Regions from separate parts of the Ovis aries genome. Here region 2 is linked to region 1. Evidence: chromatin contacts called from public Hi-C data. All regions are on one chromosome and are shown on one strand. The core of a region is the stretch at or near the end of the contact, and the rest is flanking DNA. Distances in the headings are between cores, read along the strand shown.

Region 1 (4,927 bases), core at 1,650-4,149:
AAAGTGGGGCTCCAGGCAACTACTTCCAATAAAATGATGAATGGATGGACTGTCAGACCTGCAAGGGGAATGGTGGGAGAGGGAGTTGGGACAGGCACAAGCCCCCATGCCTGCTTTCCAGCTCTGTCACCTTTCTCTATCATCTAAAATAAGCCCTCTAGGACTTAGAGAATGAACTTCTGGTTGCCGGTGGTGTCGGGTGGTGGGGGGAGGATGGGAGGGAGGGATAGTTAGGGAGTTTGGGATGGATATTACACACTGCTGTATTTAAAATGGATAACCAATAGGGACCTGCTGTGTGTAGCACATGGAACTCCACTGCTCGAGGTTGGGTGGCAGCCTGGATGGGAGGGGAGTTTGGGGGAGAATGGACATGGGTATATATATGGCTGGGTCCCTTCACTATTCACTTGAAACTATCACAACATTGTTTGTTAATTGGCTAGACCTAAATAGAAATTAAAAAAGTTTAGAGTATAAAAACAAATAAGGCCTGAAATATGGAAATGGGACTCCTATGTGGCAGGAAAGAATTTTACACTCACAGATTGTTGCTGTTCGGCCACTAAGCTGTGTCTGATTCTTTGCAGCCCCATGGACTGCAGCACGCCAGGCTTCCCTGTCTTTCACCATCTCGTGGAGTTTGCTCAAATTCATATCCATCGAGTCGGTGATGCTACCCAACCATCTCATGCTCTGTTGTCCCCTTCTTCTCCTGTCCTCAATCTTTACAGCATCAGGGGCTTTTCCAATGAGTCAGATCTTCGTTACAGAAGGCCAAAGTGTTGGAGCTTCAGCTTCAGTATCAGTCCTTCCAATGAATATTCAGGGTTGATTTCCTTTAGGACTGACTGGTTTGATCTTGTTGCTATCCAGAGTCCAAGACTCTTGCTCAAGGATCTTCTCAAGCACCGTAATTTGAAAGCAAAAATTCCTCGACGCTCAGCCTTCTTTATGGTCCAGCTCTCACATGTGTACATGACTACTGGAAAAACCGTAGCTTTGGCTATGTGGACCTTTGTCGGCAAAGGTTGTTTACAATGTTATGTTAGTTTCTACTGTACAGCAACGTGAGTCAGCTATGTGTATGCATGTGTCCCCTCTTTTTTGGATTTCCTTCCCATTTAAGTCACCACAGAGCACTGTGTAGAGTTCCAGCTGCTGTACAGAAGATTCTCATTATTTACCTATTTTACACACAGTATTGATAGCGTGTATATGTGAGTCCTAACCTCCCAGTTCATCCCACCCTCCCTCCTTTCCCCCTTGGTGTCCATTCGTTTCTTCTCGGCATCGGTATCTTTGTTTCTGTTTTGTGAGTATGATCATCTATACCATTTTTCTGGATCCCACATACATGTGTTAATATACAATATTTGTTTTCCTCTGTCTGACTTCACTCTGTATGACAGGCTCCAGGTCCATCCATGTCAAAAATATGGGACGCTTGACAAATTTGCTGTCATCCTTGCACAGGTGCTGTTCCAGTTTTAATATTTGTGCTGCTGATGTGAGCACCAGAATCTTTCCTTAGGCTTTTGAAACCCCGGAAATCACATCTTTGGTAGATTTCCTGAAGAAATAACTCTTAGGAGAAAAAAAATCTGTCACCTTGGGCTGAGTGTTGCTACTGTAACAAATGATTTCTCATCTCAACGTCGCATAATTCTTTCATGCACTGGCTTCAACTCTGCTGAAGAAGAAGCTTCTGGAAGGAGAAGGCACTGCAGCCTTGGGACGTGCCAGGCTTGTGGCAGGAGTAACAGAGAAATGACTGGACCACTCGGCGGTTTTCTCGTATTCTTGGGAATGAAAAGAAGACATCTCATTGGCCAGAGCAACATCAGTTGGCAAAGGTTTACTCCTCAACCAGGGAGAAGCAGTGAATACACGGAATAAAATCAGAACCTGCCAGAAGCCCTTTCTATCGTTCCTTCATTAATTCATTGACTTATTCACTCACTTGTGTGATAAGAAGGAATCTGTGATGCTGACTGTATTTGAAGATGGGTTCTTTAAAGAGCTAATTAAGTTAAAGTGACGTCATTAGGGTGGACCCTAAGTCAATGGGGCTAGTGTCCTTCTAAGGATTGGGATGCACCATCAACACCATCAACAGATGAATGGCTAAAGACGTGTACACACACACACACACACACACACTGGAATACTACTCAACCATAATACAAATGGAATCTTGTCATCTACAGCCACATGGATGGACCTAAAGATTACCATACTAAGCAAAGTGAATCAGAAAAAATAAAATACTGTATAATATCACTTATCCATGGAAACTAAAAAAAAAAGCCCCACAATTATTTATTTAGAAAATAGAAACAGACTCATAGATTTAAAAAACCTGTGGTTACCAAAGGGCAAAGAGGGATGAGAGAGATAAATCAGGTGTATGAGATTAACATCTACAGACTGTATAAAATAGGCAAACAATAAGGACCTACTCTATAGTATAGGGAACTATGCTCAATATCTTGTAACAATCTATATGGGAAGAAATCCGAAAAAAAGTATGTATAACTGAATCACTTTGCTGTACCCCTGGAACTAACACAATACTGTAAATCAGCTATACTTCAATTTGAAAAAAAGAAAAATGGGGTGGGTCTAGGGGAAAGAGAAATGAATGTGAGCCTTGTAGGTTCTGAAAATTACCAGGAGTTTACTGTGCTCAGAGAGGGAGGGAGAGTAAGGGGCTGGAGAAGTGGTTGGAGCCGCCTTGTTACACCCCCCACGAGGGACCAGGCAGACAGCTGCTGAAGGCGGCCACTTCTTACCGGCTGGCGGAGGTGAGGGGCGGCCTCAGGTGCGCCCTGGCGTGGCCTGTAGAGTTGGGTTCCCGGGAACAGCTGTCACCGAAATGTATTGGCATAGAGAGGTTCAGAGGAGCACAGGGCAAGGGGTCCAGAGGTTAAGAATCTGCCTGCCAATGCAAGGGACAAGGTTCAATCCCTGTTCTGCGAGAATCCCAACTATCGGGGAGCAAGTAAGCCCCTGTGCCGCAGCTCCTGAAGCCAGCGCTCTGGAGCGCATGATCCGCAACGAGAGAAGCCCCTGCAGTGAGAAGCCCACGCGCCGCAACAAAGAGCAGCCCTGCTCGCCGCAGCTAGAGAAAGTCCGTGCGCAGCAACAAAGACCCAGCGCGACCAATGAACGAACAAGTAGAACACAGGGCAGCCCCACGTTGCCCTAACCAGGAACTTCCCTGGCTCTGGCTGTCAGTTACATCAGCTGCCTGTGTTCTTGCCTGGAGAATCCCAGGGATGGGGGAGCCTGGTGGGCTCTGGCGTCTATGGGGTTGCACAGAGTCTGACGCTACTGAAACGACTTAGCAGCAGCAGCAGCAGCAGCCTGGGGATGCACGCACACAAACACACTGTATTAGTTTGCCACAACTGAGTACCGCAAACTGAATGGCCTAATTGTTGCCATTGTCGCTCGGTCGCCAAGTCATGTCTGACTGTTTGCAACCCCATGGACTACAGCACTCCAGGCTTCCCTGTCCCTCACCATCTCCCAGAGTTTGCCCAAGTTCATGTCCATCGAGTCAGTGATGCCATCCAACCATCTCATCCTCTGCCATCCCCTTCTCCTCCTGCCTTCAATTTTTCCCAGCATCAGCGTCTTTTCTAATGAATCGACTCTTTGCATCAGGTGCCCAAAGTATTGGAGCTCCAGCTTCAGCATCAGTCCTTCCAATGAATATTCAGTCCTGATCTTCTTTAGAATGGACTGGTTGGATCTTCTTGCAGTCCAAGGGACTCTCAAGAGTCTTCTCCAACACCACAGTTCAAAAGCATCTTTGGTGCTCAGCCTTCTTTATGGTCCAACTCTCACATCTGTACATGACTACTGGAAAAACTATAGCCTTGACTGTATGGACCTTTGTCAGCAAACTGATGTTTTTGCTTTCGAACACACTGTCTAGGTTTGTCATTGCTTTCCTGCCATGAATGGCTTAATTAAACCAAACAAACTGATTGTCTCACAGTTCTGGCGAGCAGAAGTTCAAGATCAAGGTGTCAGTGGGGGGCTGTTCTCCCTCTGAAGATGGTGGAGAGAAATCTGTTTCAGGCATCTCTCTCTCACACCTCTTGGGAGCTTGCCTTGTGGGAGCACAACTCCAGAGTTCACACAGCATCCTACTTGTGCGCATGTGTCCAACCTCTCCCTCCTGGGGACTTCCTCATGGTCCAGCTGTTAGGACTCCGTGCGTTCATTGCCAAGGACCAGAGCTTGATACTCAGTTTGGACAGTAAGATTCTCCAAGCCATGAGGCGAAAACAAAACAAACAAACAAAAAAAACAAAGACATTTCTCCTTTCTATAAGGACACTGGCTTCCCAATGGCTCAGTTGGTAAAGAATCCACCTGCAATGCAAGAAACATGGGTTCTATTCCTGGGTCTGGAAGAGACCCTGGAGAAGGAAATGGCAATCCACTCCAGTATTCTTGCCTGGGAAATCCCATGGACAGAGGACCCTGCCCTCCTACAGGCGGGCTACAGTCCATGGGGTCACAAAAGAGTCAGGCAAGACTTAGCAACTAAACCACCATAAGGACACCAATCTAACTGGATTAAGGGCCCCCTTACTCCAGTGTGGCCTCAAATTAACTCATCATATCTGCCAAGATCCTATTTCTCGATAAGGTCACATTCTGAGGTCCTGGGTGTTAGGTCTCTATTTGTGTGTGGGGGGTCAATGCAATTTAACCCATAACATACGTGATGGATATAAAGGCCCTTGTGATGAAACAGACACATAACAGGCCAAGCAGGTGCACTGACTGTCAGGAAGAAACACAGCCCCCCAAATACACAGACAGGCAAATACAGCAAATAGACTGGAAAGCAGGCGTGCAGGTGGACACAGAAGGACTCTGCCCACGTCTGATGGCAAGCTGACAT
Region 2 (4,927 bases), core at 633-3,132, 72 kb before region 1:
CTCATTTGTGTCCGACTCTTTGTGACCCTGTGGACTGTAGCCCACCAGGCTCCTCTGTCCATGGGATTCTCCAGGCAAGAACACTGGAGTGGGTTGCCATTTCCTTCTCCAGGGGATCTTCCTGACCCAGGGATCAATCCCAGGTCTCCCACATTAGAGGCAGATGCTTTAACCTCTGAGCCACCAGGGAAGCCCATTAAAAGGTCACGTTTTTGTAGACAGGTCAGCAAACAGCAAATAGACATCTACAGGTTTTCATAGTTTGGAGCCGATCCACTTCCTTATTACTGTGATCAAACTTAGGACATGGATGCTCTAGGACCCCTTGATCATTGCACGTGACTCAGGCCCCAGGTCTCTCAAGCATCTGGTGAAAAAACTGCTCTGGAAGAGAGGGAAGAGGGGGAGAGAGAGCGGGAGGTGGTGGTGGGGAAAGTGTCTTGCTTCCCCTACCCCCAGGGCCTTCTGGGCCTGGCCAGGTCTGCAGAGAAAAAGCATGAAGATTTTTAGGACCTGAGTCAGCTGGGCTGATGGCCTGAAAGGGCCAGGAAGTTCCCAGACTGGTCTGAGGTGGCTAAACGGGCGGGAGAGCTGAGTAGAGCTTTGGCTCCAGGCGCCACATACCTGAATACCAGGTGTGTCTCCTGGATACCTTTGCACTTCCTGTTTGTCAGCTGGGCCTGGCCAGGCCTTGGTTTTAAGAGTCCCCTGACTCCAGCGTCCTCTGTCTTGCGTGCCCTTTAGTGGGTATGAAGGTGCATCACTGACTCTGGTTTGTTCAGGGGGAGCTCAGAGTAGTCACAGGATGGCCACAGGCCAATTAAGTCATCCACCTGTCCTGCATCATTTGGAATAATTTCTGGGTATCTGGGCAGGAGAGAGAGGAAGGGGGCAGAAATCAAGAGAGGAGGTGGGTGAGAGGCAAGTTTGGGGAAAGAAGGGAGGGGATCATTCATTTTCTGTCGACCATATACTCCTGCAGGGGGCAGCCACTTGCACCAGACAGGGGCACAGGAGGACACGGAGACTCAAACGTGATCAAAGTACTGACTGGTTGAATGGTTACTGTGTGCCAAAGAGAAACAGTGATGAATGAGACCAAGGCCCCTCCGGTGGAGGAGACACACAAAACAGATAAGTGCACGAGGAATGAAGAAGATAATGTCTAAAGGTGAACAACGAAGGTGATGACAGGGAGATGTAAAGAGAGCCTGGCTGGGGGAGGCTACCTTAAATATGAATAGGTAGTCAGAAGGCTGTCTCCCACGAAGTGACTTGGGAGCTGAGATCTCAGTAAGCAGGGGAAACAGTTAAGCAAAGATGTGAAGAAAGAGCAGTACGGGTGAGGGGTATACAGGGAGGGCAAAGGTGCAGAGCTTGTTTTTTGTTTTGCGTGGTCAAGGAGGCAGGTGTGACAATGCTGTGAGCCACAAGCAAAGTGGAGAGCAGTGAGGTTAGGCAGAGACGATGCAGGAAACTGGTGAACCTCGAATTTTCGTCTCGGTGGGATGGAAGAGGAGCTACGAAAAGGTATGAAGTGAGAGGGGCACGATCTGGTTTGTGGTTTAAAAACATTGCTCAGGCATGGAAGCAGGGAGGCTGTCCATGTTACAGAGAAAATACGCTTGGAGGAGGACGCCCAGGTACACGGACACGCATGATGCACAGTGACCCAATCAGGTGACCCCTTTTACGTTCGCGGACGCGCGTGGACAGAGATTCTTCCAGAGAGCAGGTGTCCTCACCTGGAAAAGAGAACTCCCTACCCCCACCAAATCTCCCGGTCCTGGCTCTGCTTGGGGCCCCTCACTCACCTGGGCCGGGACCCGCGGAGCTCGCAAGAACTTGGGGCCGGGCGGAAGCCTGAGGCTCTGCGTCTCCCGACCCCTCCCTCCCCGCCCCAACCAGGTCCAGCCTACCCCTGCCGCTCCCGAAGGGAACCTAGCGCCATCACCTGGTCCCGCCCACTTTAAACCCCTCCCCTCCAGGCCCCGCCCTTTCTCCTACTGTAACTCATCGCCCCGCCCCTTGTTATCGCCCCGCCCCTTATAAACTTTCTTTTCGCTAACCACGCCCCCTTGGATGAACCGTCTTCCGGTAGGTCACGCTCCCCGGGGAACTCCTTTAGTTCCTACTAGTGGACCCGCCCCCTTAAACTTGCCCCGCCCCTTCAGGCTGACCACGCCCACTCATCTAGTCACTCTTTTAGTCCCGCCCTTAGAGCTCTGCCCCTTGTTTCCGCTTAAGGCCACAGGCTGGTCTTAAGAGCCCCTGACCCTTTGCGACGGGGTAAGGGATGTCTCCTAGCTTCTCTGTTCCGGGCAGGGGCGGGGCGGCCCTTACGGGCTGTCTCACACGACTGGGAGTGGTGGCGGCTGTGACGTGGCAGAGTGCGCTTCCTCCAGACTGCCCCCCTGGGTTTCTCGGAAGGAACCCCACATTGGCTGTCGGGTTTGTGGAGAGAGATGCGGGAAAACACGACAGGCTTTCCCAGTAACAGACAGCTGGACTTGATCTAGACTCTGGCGGGACGTAGGGGGCAAACATTCAGGTGGTTTCCTAGGTGGAGGGAAGGAGAGGAAGGGGGCTTCCATCCTGTTGCCTGGAGACAAGCGTGAGGAACGTGTATGGGGGGGATCTGGAACCAGAAATAAGGACCCTCTGGCCAAGTTTTTTGAGGGTGCATAGTAATAGCAACAGAACTGAAAGCAGTAGCTGCAGCTAACATTTATTAAGTGCTTACTGTATACTTGTTTGCCCTGCCTCCACAATTCTATTTTTACACAGACCTCTCAATAAGATGGGTCCTATTTTCATCACCCCATTTTCTAGATGCAGAAACTGAGGCATGGGGCAACGAAGCCCAAGTTTGCCCAGGGTTGACTCAGCTTGTGATTGGCCGAGGTGGAATTCAAGCCTGGAGCCCTGGGAGCTCTATCCTGTCTTCCTCTGATCTTTGCAGCCCCACCGTCTTTGATCCCTACTGTATTTCTAAACAGTGAAGTTTGCTGTCACTCATTTTACAGATGAGGAAATTGAAGCAAAGAGTCGCGGATGCCTGGGGAAGATAGTTTTGGTGTCTGTAGAATCATAAATCTGGGAATTTCCAGGCTGGGCTTTCCCACCTGCCAATATGGAAGAGACTTCAGTCTCAGGCTGAGGAAGTGTATTTTCCTTGGCCAGCCTGCTTTTGGTGCACAGCTCGGTTATATCCAATGAAGGTTTCTAGCGCCCCCTGGTGGTTACAATAATTTAAAAATCCCAGGAGTGGTGGGGTGGGGTGGGGGCTTGTGAGATAGAGGGGGCTGAGAACACTCCCAGTCTAGTGGGATGGAGGTGGGGAGAGAGACCTTGCAGACCACATGATTTCAGGTAATGATAAGAGCTTCAAGAAAGCAGTTCAATTCAGTTGCTCAGTCTTGTCCTACTCTTAGCTACCCCATGGACTGCAGCACGCCAGGCCTTCCTGTCACTCACCAACTACTGGGCTTACTCAAATTCATGTCCTTAGAGTCAGTGATGCCACCCAACCATCTCATCCTCTGTCGTCCCCTTCTCCTCCCACCTTCAATCTTTCCCAGCATCAGGGTCTTTTCAAATGAGTCAGTTCTTCGCATCAGGTGGCCAAAGCATTGGAGCTTCAGCTTCAGCATCAGTCCTTCCAATGAATATTCAGGACTGATTTCCTTTAGGATGGGCTGGTTGGATCTCCTTGCAGTCCAAAGGACTCTCAAGAGTCTCCTCCAACACCACAGTTCAAAAGCATCAATTCTTCTGTGCTCAGCTTTCTTCCTACTCCAACTCTCACATCCATACATAACTACTGGAAAAACCATAGCTATGACTAGACGGACAAAGTAATGTCTTTCCTTTATAATATGCTGTCTAGGTTTATCACAACTTTTCTTCCAAGGAGCAAGCATCTTTTAATTTCATGGCCGTAGTCACCCTCTGCCGTGATTTTGGAGCCCCCCCCCAAATAAAGTCTCTCATTGTTCTCATTGTTTCTGCATCTATTTGCCATGAAGTGATGGGGCTGGATGCCATGATCTTAGTTTTCTGAATGTTGAGTTTTAAGCCAACTTTTTCACTCTCCTCTTTCACTTTCATCAAGAGGCTCTTTAGTTCTTCACTTTCTGCCTTAAGGGTGGTGTCATCTGCATATCTGAGGTTATTGATAATTCTCCTGGCAATCTTGATTCCAGCTTGTGCTTCATCTATTCCAGCATTTGTACTCCTTTTCCTATTTGGAACCAGTCTGTTCCATGTCCAGTTCTAACTGTTGCTTCTTGACCTGCATACAGATTTCTCAGGAGGCAGATCAGGTGGTCTGATATTCCCATCTCTTTAAGATTTTTCCAGTTCGTTGTGACCCACACAGTCAAAGGCTTTGGCGTAGTCAATAAAACCGAAGTAGATGTTTTTCTGGAACTCTCTTGCTTTTTCAATGATCCAACGGATGTTGGCAATTTGATCTCTGGTTCCTCTGCCTTTTCTAAATCCAGCTTGAACATCTGGAAGTTCATGGTTCACATACTGTTGAAGCCTGGCTTGGAGAATTTTGAGCATTACTTTACTAGCATGTGAGATGAGTGCCATTGTGTGGTAGTTTGAGCATTCTTTGGCATGGCCTTTCTTTGGGATTGCAAATATTTGCTAAATGAATGAACGACATTATGGAAGTCTATAAGATGAGGGTGGCCAGAGCCATGGGATAAATGTCAAAGATAGAGCCAATAGAGCTTTTAACTATTTAATCATTCATTCAACAAATACTTGTGAAACATATATATATATATATGTGCCAGGTGCTGGGGGTAGTGGTTTTAACATAGACACAAATTTCCACATACTCAATGAAAAAAGTAAGCGTGATAAAATATCAGGTTTCAGGGACAGTAGTGTTGTGAAAAGTGAAAGTCACTCA

Evidence for each region. A called contact is a pair of places that touch in the nucleus more often than the background predicts.
Region 2: a contact with region 1 is called in a Hi-C map of liver, with 2.6 times the contacts expected there. The contact joins the promoter of SH2D3A here to the enhancer-like site in region 1. A contact is called at or near these places in 2 of 16 Hi-C or Micro-C datasets (blood and liver).

The regions. Positions count from the first base shown.
Region 1 is chr5:15,401,738-15,406,664 of ARS-UI_Ramb_v3.0, reverse strand. VAV1 (vav guanine nucleotide exchange factor 1) reads left to right here. Exons shown (of 27, transcript XM_027969763.2): 27 at 1-45. Among named protein-coding and RNA genes, the nearest start is that of ADGRE1, 30 kb to the right of the region's middle. Within about 2 kb of position 2,899, at least 1 of the 54 cell types and tissues checked has an H3K27ac peak or open chromatin away from gene starts, as enhancers often do. A contact at or near this core is called in liver, where this site is marked.
Region 2 is chr5:15,472,990-15,477,916 of ARS-UI_Ramb_v3.0, reverse strand. SH2D3A (SH2 domain containing 3A) reads right to left here and starts at 1,882. Exons shown (of 10, transcript XM_042250067.1): 1 at 1,815-1,882.